Regions from separate parts of the Sus scrofa genome. Here regions 1 and 3 are each linked to region 2. Evidence: chromatin contacts called from public Hi-C data. All regions are on one chromosome and are shown on one strand. The core of a region is the stretch at or near the end of the contact, and the rest is flanking DNA. Distances in the headings are between cores, read along the strand shown.

Region 1 (3,525 bases), core at 798-3,297, 110 kb after region 2:
AAAATAAGGGTAAGTCAACTAGCACACTCAGGAAGGGTGAGATGAAAAAAAGAACATTTCATTTGCCTTTCTCATCCTCTCTGGTCTAGTAATCAGTGTTCAAAAGCTACCCAATCTGTGACCCTGATCCATAAAACAAGTAAATCAGGACTTTCTTTAAAATGAAGCTTTTATACATAATTATACACATATATACAAACAGCTCTGAAGGCCAGAGAAGTAACTCCAAATTCTGGAACCCTGGAGGCTCTACAGATTATACTGGGTTTCAACCAGTTAATAAGTCTAAGTCTCAGCATCTAGAGGCTTGGCCTTACAATTGGAGAAATTAAATCAAGACTAAAAGCTTCATATTCTGAAAATAAATAGTGGCAAAATACGGCACTCCTGGACTGAGAGAAATAAAATGGAAAAAAGAACATGATTGGAAGGAAACCTCTAGAATTCTTCAAATCCCAGGTTCTTCAAATTGGTACAAATGAGAGCAATCTCTGGGTCACCTGCTATCACGTCAAAGTTTAACAGAGAAGGATGACCCACAGGAGCAGCCTTGCTGCGCTTGAGGATTGTTCAACACTTGAAATGAGCTTCGGATCAGTTCTTGACTGAAGTCCACCTGGGCCCCTTTCACGAAGGCCAAGCTATCAGAATCAACCACCACTCTTGCCCCACCCTGTTCAAATACCCTGAAAAGACAGGAGGAAGGCATTAATGAATATTGTAAACACCAAAAACATAACACCCTCTGAGCCCAGAGGTGCACATCTTCTGTTTTCTGAAATACAGAGGAAGCTTTCCTATTACCTTTGACAGGTGCTGGTTTTCTCTGAGGCAAAAGGGTTCACTAGAATGACTCCTAGGAAGCGTGTAGAGATTTAGGGCCTGGAATCTAAACCAGTCTGACTCTCTACCAACTATGCTATGGACCTAGACAGGGCAGTTTTCCTCCTAGGACTTCGTTATTTTGAATCAAGACAATGAATCTTCACTGTACCCCCACTCTGTGAGAAGGGTGGTGTTCAGGACCCTCGGAAAAACCTCTTAAATTTGTAATAAAAGGAGTTCCCATCATGGCACAGCAGAAATGACTCCAACTAGGAACCATGAAGATGAGGGTTCGATCCCTGGCCTCGCTCAGTAGGTTAAGAATCTGGTGTTGCTGTGTGCTGTGGTGCCAAGGTCGCAGACAGGACTGGGATCCTGCGTTGCTGTGGCTGTGGTGTAGGCCAGCAGCTGCAGCTCTGATTCGACCCCTAGCCTGGGAACCTCCCTATGCAGCGGGTGCGGCCCTTTTTAAAAAGCAAAAATAATAATAATAAATAAATTTGGAATAAAAGAGCACCTTAAGCTGAAGGCACTTTTATCCCTCCCACACATTCTCTGAGAACCCACCCCTTTCTCCTTGCCTGTCGTCGGGGTTGATAACTGTATCCAGTGAAAATTTGTATTGGAATCCGGAGCATCCTCCTCCCTCCACCTCCAGTCTGAGGAATTCTGACCCTTCGGTGATTTCCAGAAGCCTCTGAAATGCAGGAAGGGAGGTCAAGAATTCCAGGCAAGGGAGAGAGACGGATAAGCCAAGGGAAAGTACCCCTACTCCCAGCCCTCGCCAGCCACGGGCGCCCCGTGTCCGGCCTCTTACCTGGACGCAGCTGTCGGTAAGGTGGATCTGCCCTTCGCCAGCTTCAGGGTTGGAGGACGACATTTCCCGAAGAGCCCAAGGTCCGCGAGAGGCCGCGAGGAGCCTGCTGAGCAAGGAAGGAGGGTGAGCCTGGGAGCAAAAGGCCGGTAACCTCTACCTGGACAGCCTCACGCCAAACCTGATGTCCCTCCACCTGGACAGCTTCACGCCAAACCTTCACCTCCTCCACGAGCCTTAGTTTCCCCTTAGTCTCGGGGGCGCAGAACCAAACACCCTTCCCAAATGACTTCCTAGGCTTGCTGGTACCTGCCCCTTTGCCAGGGGGTGACCGCTCTCAGAGCCGCAGCTGTTATGTATAAACCCCGAACGGCCGCCATTTTCCTCTACAAACCCCGCCTCTCGCACTGCCCCAATCCCCTTCTCGGCCTGGGCCTCGGGAGGCGGGACTCATAGAGGCCCCGCCTTTAGGCACACCTATTGGATGGTGCAGGAGGAGGAAGGATTTGATTGGTTAGAGATGCTCCCCTGCGGAAGCGGGGACACACCCACAAAGCCCCCGCGGAGCGCTGGAGGGAGGAGCAGGGAGGAACGCAGAGGGCTGCAGCTTCTCTTGCTGCGGAGCAGGCCAGATGGGCGGAGATAGGGAATGTCTGGGACCCTGTGTCTGGCTTCCTAGAGCCGGGGGCGGGGCGCAGGCGGACCTCGGTCCCAGTTGCTGGTCACGGGTCGCCTGACTGGGCTCCTCCCTCGGCCCGCCCCTGAAGGTTTATCTTGTGACCGCGGCAGCTGGCTTTCCTTCCGTGAGCTTGAAACCTCCTGAGCTGCGATGCATTTCTTGGCCGCTGCGTTCCTGCTCCTGACACTCAGCGCTTCTGCCCTGGCCGAGCCGGTGCATTTCAGGGACTGCGGTGAGCCCCGGGGCCAGTCCAAGGTTCCCACGCCCTCTGCGGGACCCCCGCCGGAACCTGATGCTAAGACCTCAGGCTGGGTTGGGTGGGTCCCGCGGGCGTCTAGACTCAGCCTCAGACTTCTCGTGAAGTGGGCTAAAATGAGTTGGGGTAGGGGACAAGGTAGTGGCCTCGATAAAACCCGACTACTCACAACGTTGTCTCTTTCCTTGGAAAGCGTGTTTGGGGCCCCAGGATATTCCTGGAGATGGGCCTATGCTGAAGTTTCCTAAAGTTTGTAGGGCAAACATCTGAAGGTTCTTATTCAGCGTAGTGGGTAAGGGATGCGGTTCAAAACTTTTTTCTTTATGTAAAAATACGTATTTATTTATGTATTTAAGATTTTGGATGACCTCTCCCTCCACACTCCCTTTGCTTTTTTAAATTTCCCTTTTGCTGAGAAGTCAAAAGTCAGTTCTCCTTTTCATTGTTGGTTCCATTAGGGATTTCCTTGGTCTGTGGAATTTTGTGATGCTGACGAGTTTGTTTCTCCCTCCTGTTTTTGAAACTCCTCTTTCTGGTCACAACTTGTGACAGTGACACATAACCCTCTCTGGCTGTTGTGGTTGGCATGTGTGCTGAAAAACACAACAGGCGAGTAGAAATTGTAAATTCCTTCAGTCAGGTCTATCAAATTAACTGTTCTTGCAGAACTTTTCTGAGGTAGAGAAGTGTAATGATAAAGAGGCATGGAACGGATTTTATAAAACTTGTGAGCTGGAGGGAACCTCGGCGATCCTGGAGTGAATCACCAAATTCCAGAAACGTTAGCTAACTTACCCAGTCACACAGCAGAATGACACCCAGAATAAATGTCCTCCTTTCTATCTAGTGCCCAGGTAATGCTGACTGCTCAATAAATATGCGCTGGAAAAGTGAATGAGACAATAAATACTCTTTCCACTATGTTATCCGAATTCATGTTGAGCCAAAAGC
Region 2 (3,558 bases), core at 713-3,212:
TATTGGCAGCTTCCAAAGAAGATGAGAATAGCATGACTCCCCATAATTCTGCCTCCACTGAGTCTAGTTGAGGTGCTGGAAGCTGCAAGCACCTCTGATGCACCAAAACACAGCAAGAAAGATCTTGGGAGAACCCAACCTATGTCTTTAGGAATTGGAGATGTACATAAATGAAGGCACTTTTGTGTACTTCCTATCTGGAGAATCCTGACTTTGGAGCCTGGCTGGAGTGGCTCTTACACCAGCGTGAGATGCAGCCAACTCACCACTGGTTTGTTGGCTTGGATGGAAAGTCCCATGGGGTGGTAGGGGACACAGGGAAGTTGTCCAGAGAGTGCTTTGCTGAAGTGATGCAGGGTGGGGATCCTGCAGAGAGCATCCCAAGAACCCAAAAGTATACCCATGAAAGAGCCACCACTTGGCACCTGCCAGCCAAGGGCACCTGTCACATACAACTTTGCCACTTGCCCCCTAATATCTGCCCCCAACCCTGACACAGAGAAGTCTTGGCAGAAAAGGAAAGTCAGAAAATCAGACCACACCCTACGTTCCCCACGACAAGGTCTGGAGCCAGGGGACAGGCCCGGTGGAGGGAGAGGAGGGGTATTCAGCTGGATACAAGATTTGATTCAATTGGATGAGGTTTTGATTTGGACAGGACCAGACTTTTTAGAGCCTGGAAATTGGTCTTAATTATAGACATGAAACTGTTCTTGTGACTGGAGGGGATGGGCAAGCCAAGGACTCTGCTTGAGATGTCATTAAGGGTGGAGAAGAGAAATTCACCATAATGTGGCTGAAGGCAGTGAGGGGAGAACCACAGAGCTGCTTCCTGATTGCCCCTCTTCAGGTTCAGCCCATTCAACAAGTCAGTTACACGGGTAAACAAATAGGAGAATTTCAACTAGTCTAGAGCAGTGAAGCTGAACCAGGGTGATGGACTAGAAAGTGATGACTTGGGAGTGGGAAGGCTGCTCTGCGTTGGAGGGGTCAGGGGTGGCCACTCCAGGCGGTGAAGTTGGAGCTGAGAGGTGAAATGATGATGAGGAGCTGGTCCTGTAAAACATCTTGGCGATGAGTGTTCCCAGGGAGAAGGAGCGGGCATCAACGTGGCTTGTTCCAGGAGCAGAGAGGACGCCAGGGCAGCTGCATTGCGGTGGGTGCCCCACAAGAGGAGAGATAGATCTGAGAGGTGGGCAGTCCTACAGGGCTTTGGAGGCCAAGGTCAGGAGTTGAGGTTGTATTTCAGCATGAAGCATTAATTGAGTCGGCCCTTTGTATGGAAAGTTATAAACTGGTGCCTTCCTGCCTGCTCCATCCCCCTGCCTCTCTAGGAAGCCCATAGGCTGCAGGGGGCTGGGACAGCCATGGTTGCCAGGCCTTTAGACTTTAGGGCAGGGGACCATGTGTGTACATAGTGAGCTCACTCTTGAGTGGTACTAAGATGGGTGGCCATTGGCATTCTAGCAGCCCTGCCCTCTCCCTGCCAGCACAAGGAGTTGAGCACACACCCTGGATCCATCAGAGGCTCATCCAATCCGTAGGGAGTGAGGGGTTGAATGGGAGTCTAGGGAATGGACCTCTGAGCCCCAGGCAGGAGGCACCTGCATTTCATTCGCCTCTTGGACACACGCTGTCTCCTTGAGTGACCTTATTCCAGGTCTTCCATGTTTTTTTCCTCCGTGAAAAAGAGGACACCTCTTGCAGGTTCTGTCAACGCCTCAGGCCTGGGCTCGACCCTGACGCAAACAGGAAAGGGATTAAGATCAAGGAAGGAAGGCGGCTGGCAGCGGCAGGTCTCTACAAGACGCAGGACGGCTAAGACGCCGCCAAGTCCACCAGAGGGCGCGCTCCCTCCAGGCGACCTTCCAGCGCGCCCGCGTCCCACCACTGCGGAGGGAGGCGAGCGGCCTCGCGCTGCCCCAGCCCTAGAGGCACCCCTGGCCGACGCCCCCAGTGGCCCGGGAGGAAAACGAAGGACCCGGGGCCCATCCTTCGGAGCCTGTCTATCATGCCGTCTTGGCACCTCTCCTGATATCCTTCAGACGTTCGAGGCTGTAGCCTTGGGTCATCCAACCCGGCGTTTGTCCCTGAGGTCAGGGGCTGGAGATGAATTCTGGACAGGTCAGCAGTTTAGCCTGCCCAGGACAGGAGAAAGGTGGCTCGGGGCTGCCCCTGTCCCAGCAGGCGTCATTTCCCCTACCAGACCTTGGTCCGCCCTGCGCCGCCCCCAGTTCCTCACGGGTTAACCCCCCTCGCCGCCCGCTCGCTTCCCGGTGCCAAAGTGGGTGTTGCTGGAATTCCTCTCTCCCTCTCCCGTAATGAGGGGGCTGAGCTGTCCCTCCGAGGAGGGGGCATGGTGTGGATAAAAGAGACGAAAAGTCAGGGGGAGGTTTCCAAAAATAAAACGCTCCGATTCCCCTTCAGAAGGCTACAGTGACTGGGAGAAGGCGCGAAGGTGCAACAGCAGTGCGCGCGCAGCTGGAGACAGAGCGCGATCGCTGGGCTCAGGGCGCGCAGCCCCGGGCCGCTCCCGCCGCCAGGCCCTCGCTCCAGAGAGAGCCCGGCCCGTAGTCTGACTCGGGGGCCCTAGACGGGGAAAGGCGGGCCACCCGGTGGGGTCCGGAGCGCAGCCCGCTGGCGGCCTGGCGCACCGACAGCTAGCCCCTGGGCTGTTCCCCGTGCGCACCGCTCTGCAGCCGCCCAGGCGCCATGAGGCCCTCGACCACCCGCCGCTGCCCCGGGCGCGCCCTGAGGAACCCCTGGAGGAGCTTCCTGCCGCTCACCCTGGCTCTCTTCGTGGGCTTGGGTCATGCTCAGAGGGACCCGGTGGGAAGATACGAGCCGGCTGGCAGGGACGCGAATCGGCTGCGGCGCCCCGGGGGCAGCCACCCCGCAGCGGCTGCAGCCAAGGTGTACGGTCTGTTCCGGGATCAGGACGCGTCGGTCCCGGGTTTGCCGCCCGAGGAGCGGGCCCAGCCTGGCTGGGGCAGCGCCAGGAGGCCCGCCGAGACCGAGGCCAGGAGGCCGCCCCGCGCGCAGCAGCCGCGTCGAGTCCAGCCACCTGCGCAGACCTGGAGAAGCCGTTCCTTGAGCCAGCAGCAGCCGGCATCCCGGGACCGGGCTGCCGCAGCTCTCCCGCGCCTCGGGACGGTTCAGCGGCCGCGAGCTGCGCGAGGGCGGCTTACGGGGTGAGCATTGGAGAGGGAAGCATGGGGGCTAAAGGGAGCGAGGGCCAGTCTCCCGTGCGCTCTTTCGTGGAGGGATGTGCAGGCGAGAGGAGAGGGCGCCCGGCTCCGCCCTTCGTCCCTCTCTCCTTAGTACTGCAGGGAAACAGACCGAGGTCCCAAAGTTGGGCTCGATCTGACCCGCTTTCAAAGAAAAACACCATCCGTACCCTTTCGTACCAGCTCGTGGTGACCCGACGTTAAATCCTTACCCAAGGAGTGGGTGCGTTCTCCCGCCCTCCCTCAGCCCGCCTCTAACCGGTGCCTGAAGACGCCCGCAACGATGCAGGGATCCGAAAGGGAGGCGAGAGGGGGCAGGAGGGTAGACGTT
Region 3 (3,344 bases), core at 102-2,601, 88 kb before region 2:
TTATTTAATAACTCTATCCATTCTTCACTGAAGCAGGCAAGCTGTTTAGATTCCCCTTATAATAGGGAATATCATTCTACTCTTCCATAGCCATTCTACTTTTTTCTTCCATAGCCATAAATCTTCTTTTTTTTTTTTTGGTCTTTTTTTGTCTTGTTGTTGTTGTTGTTGCTATTTCTTGGGCCGCTCCCGCAGCATACGGAGGTTCCCAGGCGAGGGGTCCAATCGGAGCTGTAGCCACCGGCCTACGCCAGAGCCACAGCAACGCGGGATCCGAGCCGCGTCTGCAACCTACACCACAGCTCACGGCAACGCCGGATCGTTAACCCACTGAGCAAGGGCAGGGACCGAACCCGCAACCTCATGGTTCCTAGTTGGATTCGTTAACCACTGCGCCACAACAGGAACTCCTTTTTTTTTTTTTTTTTTTTTGGTCTTTTTTTGTCTTGTTGTTGTTGTTGCTATCATAAATCTTCTTAGAAGATTTATAAAATGGAGACATCTAGGAGTCTTCCTATTTTTTCCTTCGAAAATACTTGAGTGTCAGGTGCTGGCTGCACAGGAAAACTGGTTTCTGACCTCACGGTCTTTCAACAATCATACGACATCTTTTTCCTTGGGAGTATACGTGCAACAGCAAGAACATAAGGATAATCCTACCACCTCACAGAATTGTTAGAAGGCTTAAATGTGACATGGCAGATACAGTATATAAAACCTGTCGCACAAATTGAACACTTAAAGAGATGCTGAATTCTCATCCCATTCACCACATACTTTATACTTTACTACTTTACGTTATATAAATCCAAGGCACAATAATATTAAAAATACACACAAATAACAACAAAAACTTTGACTACTTATCCCCTGGTGACGCCTATATCTCTGGGCAGTCTACGAACGCAGTTGATTCCAGACACTCACAGTCTCTGATCTCTGAGACTAAGCATTCGCTTCATGATAGCATACTTCCGTGTTTTCTTTTGCTTCCCCTTGAAAGAAAAATTTTAGCGTTAAAAGAGTTGAAAATACATTGCATCTTTGTGAATCCTTTTCTTTTGTCCACTCTCTTCTTCCCTCAAATACCCAGCTCCCCTTACTTACTCTACCTGCCCCAACCCAGCGCTCTCCCCTGTCGCTGGAGCATAAAAAAACACCATTCCGAGCAGTCTAAGATCAGAATGAAAATAAGCAAGAGAAATGTGGTGGAAATTTGACCAAGGACTACTCCCTCAATCTCCGTCCCAAACGTGGTCCGACGATTTCCCTTCTCTCACCATGTTCACGCCGCACTTTAGTTTCTTTTGGAATCACCTGCGGCGCGACAGTTTTGCGTCACCCAATACTGCTTCCGGCAAAGGATAGCCCGGAAGCGGAAGCCACTTTGGGGAACGGAAAAGCCCGAAGCCGGTTCCCAGCTGCGGCCGGGATTTGTATTGAAGTCTCTTGCGGAGAGGGTCGCGGGCTGGATATCTGCGGGTTCTGCCTCCACCTACCGGGGTGGCAGAGCTGGGACCTCGCCGTGCTGCACCCACCTGCTCCGGTAACGTTTCTCTCCTCTTATCACTCCAGCACAGGGCAGAGCCCAGAGGATTTGCCTGCACCAGAGTTCCAGAGAGAGGGAGGACAAGGGTAAGGGGGACGGAATTCTGGGTTGCCCAATAGTTTGGGGAAACCCATTATCCTTATCTTTCAGTGCTGGGGCCCCAGGTCTCTATCATGCTCCTCGGAGGCTCTAATATCTACTTGGTTCTCCCAGCCGTCATGATGCTTCGTGCAACCAGGTGGACAATTCTCATGCTTCTCGCCGAGTGAATACCGTGTATTCGTCCCTGTGAGGCGAGAGATGGTGTAGCATATGAAGGCCTTCTTTAGACACTCTCTGGAAAATTAAGGCGTAAACTTGAATGTGTTACTCGTTACCGAGCCAGGAAAACGTTGGGAAGTACTTAACACTTAGTGTGCAGCCTTGGTGTGTCATCCTTAATGGAAAAGGGAGAGTTTTTGAGAACAGGAAAGGGGAGATAGTCCGTTGAGTATCTGCTATGTAGTTGATGGTTCTTAACCTTTTGGAGCTCCAAGGACGATTATTTAATAAATGGGTACACATACATTTGTCTTACAGTTGTGAGACTCGTGGACTCTGAAGCCCATCTGTGGACCCTCTACATGTCTGTGGACTTCAAGAACCCCTATCTTGTGTACTGTATTTGGCACTTTAATTATATTACCTGCTTTGACTTTCACAATAACGCAAAACCCTGATTTTACAAATGGTGAGATTGAACCTCGGACTTTGTTCAGGAAAGTCTGTTTGATTCCAAAGCATGTACTTTTCTTATTGCGCAAAGCTGTCCTAGTATTTGAAATCCAAAAAGGCTGTGAGGTTGAAAAAAAAAAAAAAAAAGCTGACCATTGCACCATAATCCTTACCGTGAACCATAGTGTATTAACATGAACTTTGGAGTCTGACTGATGGGGTTAAAATCCTCTTCTGTCTCTTACTAGCCATTGGGTGATTTTATCTCTGCTTCAGTTCTTTATCTGTAAAATGGAGGAAATCATGATAATATTTGTCTTACAGGTGTATAGTAAGGACTAAGTTTGTTAAAATATGAAGTCCCTAGAAGAGTACTCACCACAAGTAAACCTTATTAAAGTTGTTTTCTATTACAGTTGTGTGTCTTCTGTCAGAGTATATCAATTGTATTTTAATATAGTTGTTCTCTTTTTGAACTTGAATCTGTTGATAGCCTCAAGAACCTTATTACGCTTTCATTTCTTGAAAAGCTCAATTGCAGGGTGATTTCTTATGGCAATTTGAGTACAGACAGTTTTTCTCTTCCTTCTCTTTTTCGCTTTGAGGTATGCATGCATTTAGATAGCGTTTAGGGCACATATCTGGCTTTGTAGGCTGTGAGTTTTTGATATTGAAATAGTTTTATTATGGAAGCATCTGCAGATACCGTATGTGCCTCCTTCTTTACCCCATTTGTGGTCACTAGAAGTTCCTAATCTTATGGGAACAGCCTGTCTGCCAAGCCAACATGATAGTAACCACTCTTTTTGATGCACTAGAAGCGCCTGGTGATTAGGCAATAAGCTTCTAAAGTAAACATGATTGGTGTGTTTATTTAAAACATTTACAGACTAATTAGTATTATATATAGGTTCAGAAGGGAAAATTGCATATAATTAAACAGTAATTTGCATTTAAATTCAGACATTGACAGGAAAACACTCTCTTGGTAATGTGTACCCTGAATTTTGGAATCCATGAACAATAACATTAAAAAAAAAACACAAAAACAAGCAGTGTGTAATGTCTATTCTGAGACTTT

The links. Hi-C and Micro-C count contacts between places; a contact is called where the count stands out from the background.
Region 1: a Hi-C map of skeletal muscle shows a contact between it and region 2, with 4 times the contacts expected there. The contact joins the promoter of ISCA2 here to the promoter of LTBP2 in region 2. A contact is called at or near these places in 1 of 5 promoter capture datasets (fetal skeletal muscle), 4 of 47 Hi-C or Micro-C datasets (embryonic fibroblasts, heart right ventricle and skeletal muscle) and 1 of 2 datasets of contacts at active chromatin or transcription factors (skeletal muscle).
Region 3: a Hi-C map of embryonic fibroblasts shows a contact between it and region 2, with 3 times the contacts expected there. The contact joins the promoter of AREL1 here to the promoter of LTBP2 in region 2. A contact is called at or near these places in 2 of 5 promoter capture datasets (fetal liver and liver) and 5 of 47 Hi-C or Micro-C datasets (embryonic fibroblasts, liver, omental adipose tissue and 1 more).

Annotation. Positions count from the first base shown.
Region 1 is chr7:97,739,001-97,742,525 of Sscrofa11.1, reverse strand. It overlaps ISCA2 (iron-sulfur cluster assembly 2 homolog, mitochondrial), which reads right to left and starts at 2,047. Exons shown (of 4, transcript XM_003482288.4): 1 at 1,949-2,047; 2 at 1,643-1,745; 3 at 1,407-1,522; 4 at 1-686. The coding sequence starts at 2,019. The coding sequence ends at 512. NPC2 (NPC intracellular cholesterol transporter 2) reads left to right here and starts at 2,439. Exons shown (of 4, transcript NM_214206.1): 1 at 2,439-2,550. The coding sequence starts at 2,469.
Region 2 is chr7:97,851,252-97,854,809 of Sscrofa11.1, reverse strand. LTBP2 (latent-transforming growth factor beta-binding protein 2) reads left to right here and starts at 1,962. Exons shown (of 34, transcript XM_021099520.1): 1 at 1,962-3,191. The coding sequence starts at 2,713.
Region 3 is chr7:97,938,939-97,942,282 of Sscrofa11.1, reverse strand. AREL1 (apoptosis-resistant E3 ubiquitin protein ligase 1) reads left to right here and starts at 1,351. Exons shown (of 20, transcript XM_005656411.3): 1 at 1,351-1,546. FCF1 (rRNA-processing protein FCF1 homolog) reads right to left here and starts at 1,290. Exons shown (of 8, transcript XM_013989168.2): 1 at 1,222-1,290; 2 at 928-995. The coding sequence starts at 962.